3 separate regions of the Sus scrofa genome follow, and all the other regions are linked to region 2. A link is a contact called in public Hi-C data. All regions are on one chromosome and are shown on one strand. The core of a region is the stretch at or near the end of the contact, and the rest is flanking DNA. Distances in the headings are between cores, read along the strand shown. Region 1 holds the start of RARA (retinoic acid receptor alpha). Region 2 holds the start of TOP2A (topoisomerase (DNA) II alpha). Region 3 has its middle 19 kb from the start of CCR7.

The links. A called contact is a pair of places that touch in the nucleus more often than the background predicts.
Region 1: a Hi-C map of liver shows a contact between it and region 2, with 2.6 times the contacts expected there. The contact joins the promoter of RARA here to the promoter of TOP2A in region 2. A contact is called at or near these places in 5 of 47 Hi-C or Micro-C datasets (fetal skeletal muscle, liver, omental adipose tissue and 2 more) and 1 of 2 datasets of contacts at active chromatin or transcription factors (alveolar macrophages).
Region 3: a contact with region 2 is called in a Hi-C map of omental adipose tissue, with 2.0 times the contacts expected there. The contact joins the enhancer-like site here to the promoter of TOP2A in region 2. A contact is called at or near these places in 4 of 5 promoter capture datasets (fetal liver, fetal skeletal muscle and liver), 22 of 47 Hi-C or Micro-C datasets (adipose tissue, alveolar macrophages, brain and 12 more) and 2 of 2 datasets of contacts at active chromatin or transcription factors (alveolar macrophages and skeletal muscle).

What each region holds. Positions count from the first base shown.
Region 1 is chr12:22,084,347-22,087,261 of Sscrofa11.1, forward strand. It overlaps RARA (retinoic acid receptor alpha), which reads right to left and starts at 1,413. Exons shown (of 9, transcript XM_003131474.6): 1 at 1,157-1,413.
Region 2 is chr12:21,999,659-22,002,673 of Sscrofa11.1, forward strand. It overlaps TOP2A (topoisomerase (DNA) II alpha), which reads left to right and starts at 1,642. Exons shown (of 35, transcript NM_213884.1): 1 at 1,642-1,798; 2 at 2,716-2,871. The coding sequence starts at 1,778.
Region 3 is chr12:21,874,434-21,877,541 of Sscrofa11.1, forward strand. No RefSeq gene overlaps it. Among named protein-coding and RNA genes, the nearest start is that of CCR7, 19 kb to the left of the region's middle. Within about 2 kb of position 1,453, at least 21 of the 83 cell types and tissues checked have an H3K27ac peak or open chromatin away from gene starts, as enhancers often do. A contact at or near this core is called in fetal skeletal muscle, omental adipose tissue and retroperitoneal adipose tissue, where this site is marked.

The sequences.
Region 1 (2,915 bases), core at 163-2,662, 84 kb after region 2:
GGAGGAGGATGGCGGTCAGGAGCAGAAGTGAGGGTTGGGGGTAAGAAGCAGGGGGTGGGGGTGGGGTGGGGGAGTGTTTTCAGGAACAAGGCCCCTGAGAACATACACGGTACAACATACACGGTACACAGGCACACAGGCACACATGTGCACACGTCTCCCAGGCAGAAGGCAATCTGGTTACAGAAGAGGGAGCTGGCAGTTGGTGGAGGCCCAGGGTACCCCTCCACGCCAGCACAAAGGCATGCTATCCAAGGTAGGCTGGACAGTGGACAAGTGTCTCCAAGACTGGGGGCTTTTCTTGTATGATTTCCACATGAGCTGGTTCTCATCTCCAGCCTAGTGCACGGCCCCCTTCCCCCAGAGCAACCCGACAACAGGGCCATGCCCGGAGAGGAGAAAGGGCACTGCCAAGCAGATTTTCCAGCTTCCCCCTCCCACATACACATCTGGCTAGCAGCTTCTCCACCTCGTGGGTGGCACCAGGTCCCAGACACCCTGGGCAGAACCAAGACAACCAATCTATTCCATCCTTCTCATACCCCCACAAGCTTCCACAACCCCATGGTGCCTACAAACCCAGAGACATCCCTCCCCTGGCTGCACTGGCTCCCCGTACCCAATTCTGACGGCTCCCCGCACTCCACGGGGGACACCAGCTGAATGGGCCCCGCCTCCCAACTGGCTGCCTCAGATGGGGTGGGCCCCCGGGCTGATTCTCCCCAAACCACAGGGCGGCTCAGATAACAGCAGGGAAAGAAGGAGGGGGCTAGTCCGTTGGGCATCTGATCTCTCCCCAAACAGGTTTGAAAATCTTTTTGTTTTGTTTGTTTGTGAAGAGAAAAAGCGAGAGAGAGCAGGAGTTCCCAGCGGCGGTTCTGCCACAGCTCGGACGCCTGAGACACGCGCGGCAGACGGCCCCAGACGCCTCACGGCTGCGCGCGAAGACACGGGCGCAGACAGACTCACAGACGGGGCTCCCCCACCCCGAGCACGGCGGCGGCGGGTTGGGAAGCCCAGGAAACCCCAGGTGGCCGTCCGAACCCGCCCGGCACTGGGTCTCTTCCACCCCGCGGGTCCTATCAGCAGCAGACCGAGGGGCGACGATGCCTGCGAGGGCCCGGGGCTCTCCAAAATCCCCGGGGGGAGAGGTTACCTCGCAGTGGGGGGGGACGCAATCCGTCCCGGTCGCCCGCGGGCACAGCGTCTGCCCTGACCCTGCGCCTTGGAGCCGCTCCGCGTCAGGGGTTGCGGGGTCCAGGGAGACGACCAGTTGGGGGGGGCCGCGGCTCAGGGGCGCGGGGCGAAAGCAGCGGCCATGGCGAGTCACGTGCGGAGGCTGAAACTTTACCCGGAGCCCCAGACTGGGGGGGCGGAGGGTACCGAGCCGCGGGGAGGCCCTCAACCTCCGGTCCGCCCCCGTCCTCCCACAGACCAATCACCATCCAGGGGCGGGCCCACAAGATCACGCCCCCCTTTCTCCCTAATAGACCCAGGGAAAGGGTGAGTCTTAAAGGAGCCGCGCCTAGCAGAAGCTGGACCGTGGGAATCTGGGAGAATCCCTCCCTCTGCCCCCAAAGGAGAGACTCAGGGCGAGGAGGCGAAGAAGTTCTGCGCGAAGAACGGAAAGAAGGCTCAGTGGAGAAGGGACGGCAATGTGTGGTATCACACTCCCTTCCCTCCGACCACACACACCCACACTCACAGGGGCAAGTATCTCACACACACACACCTCTTGCACCTAAGCCGGGGTTACACAGACACACACACACACACACACAACCTCTTGCACCTAAGTCGGGGTTACACACACACACACACACACACCCTGATGGCACCTAAGCCGGGGTTAGAGAGGCGGCAACGTAATATGGAAGTGAATACAGTGACTCCGCCCCTAGCTGTCAAGCCCCTAGACTCCCATAATTATAATCTTCCTCGAGGAACCCCTTGGAACTGAGAGCTGTGTGACCTTGAACAAGTCTCTTTCTTTTCTCTGAATCTTAATTTTCTTACCGGCAAAAAAAGGAGTGCCAGAGCAGGTAGACGGCCCTCAGGCACACCTCCTCGCCTCTCCCGCCAAATAACCTCTCCGGCTCGAGTGGGTCGGAGGACCTTCGGCCCAACCGTACCCCTCAGCGATCCCTAGTTCCCTTACCCCCAATGGACAGCGGCTCGTGGATCTTTCAAGAGCCGAGTAGGGGGCGCCCAGGAGCACTCGTACATGCAAGGGACTCAGTCTCCAGCTTCTTTTTCCTGGCCCAGGCTGAGGAGCCAGGAAAGCTCGCGTTCTTGTTCTAGCGGGGCAGGATCTGAATCATTCTCTCTGCGGAGACCTCAACCCCCAGCAGAGCCACAATTCCCCTCCCAGCCTGTGGCTCCATTTGGAAGGACCATCTCCCCATCTACTGGGGTGGGGGGCGGGGAGGAGGAAGAGGAATCAGTAGGGAACACCCCTCCCCTTTCCTGGTCGGAGAAGTGGCCACAAGTGCCCCCCACAGGACTTCCCACTGGAAGGGGAAGTGCCACACTCTCAGGCGTCCACCCCAGTGAGGAGGCTCTCAGCCTGACCCGACTGGCAGAGCTCTCAAACCCATCGGCCCGACGGCCCCTGCTTTACAGACAAGGGACCCGAGGCTGGGAGTGGACACGGGTGTAGCCCACGATCGCACCGGCACCGGCTGCACGGCCCTGCCTAGGATTGAGGTATCTGACTGTCTCTCTCCAGCTTTAGGCCCTCGGCCTTGGTTAGGTAGGACAAGCAGTGTCGGCGAGACGCTCTGCCCTGAGGTCCCGGCGCAGAAGAGCGCCCCAGGGCGGCGCTTCCCCAGGCCTCTTCCCGCCTGCTGGGCCCGGCCGTCTCCCGCTCCCGTCTGGATTTCCATCCGCCGGTGCGAACCGCCCGCCCAGCCCCG
Region 2 (3,015 bases), core at 392-2,891:
ATGCCAAGCTCCAGGGACCTTAGCCTGTGGGACACGTCCATCCTTGATTTTCTGCCACAACACACCCCCTCCTCACTGGCCCTCCCTGCGGCTTTGCCAGCACTGTGGGCATTGGCTATGCTGAGATGATTTAACAACTGGTGTTCCTGATTTATTTGGGGGAGGGATTAAATCCACAAATTGTCCCGCCCACCTAAGGAAAATCCCTGCTTCCTGATTTGGATACTGCTAGCTTACTAAACACTTTATGTCTTATAATCCTCTCCCACCACTCTGAGGTAACACTGTTATTTTCATTCCCTTTTCTGAGCAGAGGAAAAGAAAGCACCTGCGAAATTGCCTCCATCAAGACAAGACTGGCAAATGGCCAAGTCAAGACTTGAAACTCAGGGAATATTGATTGGAAGGAGGTGGTTCAGATGGAATTTATAGTCATTCAAATTGCACAGTTTTTTTTCTAGCATCTGATAAGGGCAACGACTTTTTTTTTTCTGTCATTTTAACATTGTGGATTGAGGAGTCCAGAAGAAACACACTCAGGAGTTCCCTTTGTGGCTCAGCAGTTAACAAACCCAACTAGGATCCATGAGGACGAGGGTTCAATCCCTAGCCTGGCTCAGTGGGTTAAGGATCCAGCATTGCCCTGAGCTGTGGTGTAGGTCGCAGATATGGCTTGGATCCTGCGTTGCTGTGGCTATGGTGTAGGCCAGTGGCTACAACTCCGATTCGCCCCCTAGCCTGGAAAGCTCCATATGCTGCGGGTGCGGCACTAAAAAGCAAAAAAAGAAAAGAAACACACTCAAACATTTAGACGTCAGAGTAATAAACGCTTTGGTCTTTGGCATTTCGTCAAATCTGGACTGCAGGGCTCAGGGGAACACGGAGGAAAGCAAATTAACAAGTAGGAGTGCATCCTGGCGGCCACCTGAGGAAACAGCTGCAGTTCTAGAAAGGCCCCTAAACCATCCTCAGCCCCTGAGCTCTGACTATGCTATTCTCTTCGACCAGTCACAGCCCCACGCCGATCTCAAGGGGCCTTGAACGCTGCTCTCTTTTGTGTGGTCTCTCTTATGCCCTTCGATTATACGAAAACCCAAACCACAACTGTACCACATTTGTTTCCGCAAAAATAAATGGGGCGGGTGTGGGGTGGGGGAGACGGTTTGAGGCAGATGCCAGAGACGACTTGCTAAACTGAACCAAATCGCCAGGCTCAGTTTCCTCAAGAAACAGAGCTGGGACTCCCGTTTCTCTCGTTTAAAAAAAGGAAAAAGAAAAACGCCTCAGGATAGAGGGCGGTCTTTAGATTCCAGGGATCTCAAAGAAGTATAAATATCCCCTCTTTCCTCCCACCCTGGAACTCAGAAAACCCCTTTCCCCTCAAGAGCTACACACCGAGAACAAACCAGCCCTACTTATTGGCCAAATTCCCTGTCTGTCTCTCCGCTTTGACTCCAAGTGGTGCCTTTTGAAAAAGATCTTCTAGTTCCGCCTCCCTTGCCTAATTGGTTCATTCGAACCGGCCCCCGGCCATCTCAGCCGTTCATTGGTAAATATAAAAGACTAGCTCTGATTGGTTTATCGGGAAGGAAGCCGTCAGAGAGCGTCAGGGATTGGCTCTTCTGGTTTGGGCGGGCTGGCTGAAGGTTCAAACGGAGGGGCAGCTCTCTCCTAACCGACGATCGTCTGTGGAGAAGCGGCTAGCTTCCCGACCATCTCGAGGGTCCTGCCGGTTTAGTCGCTCGCAGAGTTGTCGAGCCCCTTCACGACCGTCACCATGGAGGTGTCGCCACTTCAGGTACAGCTCGTGGAAGGGGGCGCGTCGCGGATCCTCAGCGCGGCCTGGCATCAATCCTGCTGCCTGTGAGAGGGGGAGGTGCCTCGGCTGCGGTCCCGACGCCGCGGGCTCGGCGCCGGCGTTCCGCATGGGCCCGGGTCCCCTGGGCTCGGCGCGATCGCGAAGAGGCTGAGACCCCTTTGTGGTGCTAATAGTGAAGTAACATCAGCTAAACGGGTGTGGCGTTGTGTTTTCACTGTTTCTAGAGAACGCGAGTCAATTGGTCCTGGAGTCGGTGGTGGGATAATGGGCCGCGTGGGGCTTTATGCAGCGCGGACAGATGCTTTCCTCATCTACCCTCGGGCTGAAAATGGGATTGGACCTCCCTGACCTGGGGAGGCGCTGGACAAGGCACGGGGTTCCCACTCCGGAGCCCGAGTGCTCAAAATATGCCCCTCCTGTGTTCAAGACGTTAATGTGCCTAAAGGGTGGACTCCATGGTTCGGTCCCGGGTTTCGGCACCAAAAAAAAAAAAAAAAAAAAAGGTGGACTCCATAGCGTCCCAAACTGCTGCTGAAGGAGAATCTCTTACGTGCCTGGGACCCAGTAGACCCTCAGTCAATAGGTGCAGAGTAGATGAAAGAAGGGGGTGTGTTCTATGGATGGCATCTAAGATGTGAACGCATTTCCGTGTCAGATAGTTACGCTGGGCTAGAGAACATGCCCATTTAAGCTGACACCCAGGAACCTGGCTGCAGATAACTTAAACCACCACGTTTGTACACAAACGATGTCAACACCACCCACACCTCCTCAAAACGTGTGATTTGTCATGGTGTGTGTAAGCAGATCATTGTGGTAGGTGTTTTGTGAACAGTTTCTGATAAACCTGTGATTCAAAATCGCTTTTCTTCAATCTTTTTTTTTTTAATTGCCAGCCTGTAAATGAAAATATGCAAGTCAACAAAACAAAGAAAAATGAAGAGGCTAAGAAAAGATTGTCTATAGAAAGAATCTATCAAAAGAAAACACAGTTGGAACACATTTTGCTCCGCCCAGACACCTACATTGGCTCTGTGGAATCAGTGACCCAGGTAAAACCAAGCGAATTAGATGTAGTTACTAAGTAGTTGAGATATGTCCTTGTCCAGATTAACTGCCTATACTTCATATACTTTGTTACTGGAACTGTCCTAAGAGATCATACGTATTGTAGTACATAGTCCAGAAGGCTTTAC
Region 3 (3,108 bases), core at 203-2,702, 130 kb before region 2:
GAATAACTACAGCTTCCTTAGGATGTTATCATGTGCTACACACTGTACTAAGCATCGTATCTTATGCCATTTAATTCTCACAATATCCCTACTAGAATCCTATTTTATTTTATTTTTATTATTATTGTTTTTTTTTAATGGCTGCACCCGGAGCATACAGAGGTTCCCAGGCCAGGGGTTAAATCCGAGCCACAACTGTGACTTACACTGCCGCTGAGGTAACACCGGATCCTCTAACCTACTGTTCCGGGCCAGGGATTGAACCTGTGCCTTTGCAGCCACCGGAGCCACTGCAGCCAGATTCTTAACCCACTATACCACAGCGGCAACTCCTAGAGTCCCATTTAGAAAATAGGCAGTTGATGGAGTTCCCATCGTGGCACCATGGAAAAAAATCCGACTAGGAAACATGTGGTTGTGGGTTCGATCCCTGGCCTCACTCAGTAGGTTAAGGATCCAGTGTTGCTGTGAGCTGTGGTGTAGGTTGAAGACATGGCTCAGATTTGGTGTGGCTGTGGCTGTGGCTGTGGCTGTGGCGTAGGCCAGCAGCTGTAGGTCCGATTCGACCCCTAGCCTGGGAACCTCCATGTGCTGCGGATGCAGTTCTAAAAAGACAGAAAAAAAAAAAAAAAAAAGAAAGGAAGGAAGGAAGGAAGAAAAATAGAAAATAGGCAATTGAGACTCAGAGGGGTTAAGGAAGTCTGTCGAAGTCACACTGCTACCCTGATTTCGGGCAGTTCCAGCTGGCTTTCAAAGCCCACACTCTGGCCACTCCTTTACGGGGCCAAAGAAATAACTCTTTATTCACGACCAAAAATGTATGGAGCCCCTCCTTTGTGCCAGCCATTGTGCTAGGTACAGCCACTGTTCCCAAACCCCCTGGACGACGAGCTCTGACTTAGGAAGAAGGAAAAGCAAATAACAAAGACAGAGCCTCACCGGCCCAGGGGGATGTGACCCCCACACTAGGCAGCAGCCCTGCTCTCCCCACAGGCTTCCTGCACAGGTCCGCCCTGTGGGGTTTTATGCTTGGGAGCTGATTGTCCCGGCTCTGCCATAGGCAGAGTGGGTAACACGGGCAGGTCAGCTCCCCTCTCTGGGCCTCGTCCTCCTTAGCCGTGAGATGAGGGCGCTGGATTCTATAATCTCCACCATCGCCTCCAGCTCCCAAGCGCTGCCAGGTACCTTGTCTGGGTGGGGTCAGCCAGACGGGGCTCTGGGCACGTCATCGGCGTCCTTGCTGCCTGGAAGAGGCCCAGAGTGAGTGGGTGAGGGGCTGAGGAAGCTGCCCCACCCCCAGCTGTGGTTTCTGGTGGGGCCACCGTGGCAGCAGGTGAAGGGAAGTGCTTGTCACCCAGGCAGTAAAACAAAAGCCTCCCTGGGGCACTGTGGAAGGAGGCAGCCAAGGCGCCAAAAATAAAACACACCTTTCCTTTGATAGACCCCAGCAGCTGCCTGGGGCCTGGCCTGGGGGTGGTGAGGAGAGAGCTCAGATTTCATGCCCAGCCCCCCTCCACCACCACCCACCACACCCACACCCACTCTCACACACACACACACACACACACACACACACACAGCATAGTCACACATATACACACCCCGAGCAGTCACACGGGGCCTGTGCTCAGAAGGGCCCACACCTGATATGAAGCTCAGCTGTCTTCATTTGAAAATTCTTAATAATTTTTGAACAAGAGACCCAGCATTTTCCTTTGGGGCTGGGCCCTGCAAACACTGTAGCTGGTCCTGCAGCTAGGTAGGCATTCATAGTACATGCATTTACAAGGTGTTTAGGAAGCACAAGGTGTTTAAGAGTTCCTGTCGTGGCTCAGTGGTTAAAGACTCTTGACTAGCATCCATGACGATGCAGGTTCGATCCCTGGCCTTGCTCGGTGGGTTAAGGATCCAGCGTTGTCAGGAAATGTGGTGTAGGTTGCAGACTCAGCTCCGATCCCGAGTTGCTGTGACTGGAGCACGCAAATATTGGAGTTCCCGTTGTGGCTCAGCGGGTTAAGAACCCTACTTGTATCCATCAGGATGCAGGTTTGATCCCTGGCAGTGGGTTAAGGATCCAATGTTGCCACAAGCTGTGGTGTATGTCGGCAGCTATAGCTCCGATTTGACCCCTAGCCTGGTAACCCCCATATGCCATGGGGGTCACCCTAAAAAGACCAAAAAAAAAAAAAAAAAAAAAAAGAAGCACACAAATATTTATGTTGGAGAGGACATACCCTGCACACCCATACATGCCCCCCCATCTTCATGGGCATTCACTAGGGCCCACTCACTGGGGCACACACATGACCCAGCTCAGACACCTGCAGCCCGTTAGCTGGGTTGACTTACCATTGGGGGTGTTGCCAAAAGATGACCTCTATCTGCTGGTGCCAAATAGAAAGGCCAACTTCTGAGGCAACCAAAGAATTCGCCACAAGAAAACTCCCGTGCCTTGACCTTTTAAGCGTAGCTTTCCCCCGGAGAGGAAGGAGGTCGCTTCTCTGGACAAAAGAGAACAGAAATCACTTGCTTTGGCCACAGAGTGAGGGGAGTGGCATTGCTACCCCTTGTGCTTTGATATCATGTGGTCCCCAACAGGTCCCAGCTGTACCCTCTTCTGACCACAGTTCCTTCCAGGAAAGGCGGCTTCAACCACCAAACTTAGCGTGTACAGATCAACTCCTGATTGGCTGGCCTAGCCCAGTGCCTGGCATAGAATAGGTCAAAAAACATTTGTGGAATCAATGTATGAATGGCTAATTTGGGGGTCTGCCCACGCTTTTGACTCATAAGTCTGAAATCTGCCCAAAACCCCCTGCATTGCCGAGCTATGCCCAGACCCATAGCCCCGCTGCGGAAAGAGTGCTGGTCAAAGCCAAAGGTAAGGGCGCCCTTTCAGACTTGCTGTCCTGGGAGAGTCCCAGGCAGTAAACAGACGACCCTGCCCTCCAACGTCCACCCCCGCCCCACCGGAGCACCCGGTCAGAGCCGTCTAGCTCTGACGCGGGCTCCACTGCAAATAGATGCTGTTTCCATGGGAACTGAAACCCCCGTTTGTTTTTCCCTCTAAGGCACTCTGTCATTTCCAGCACGGTCTGTGCCACGTCA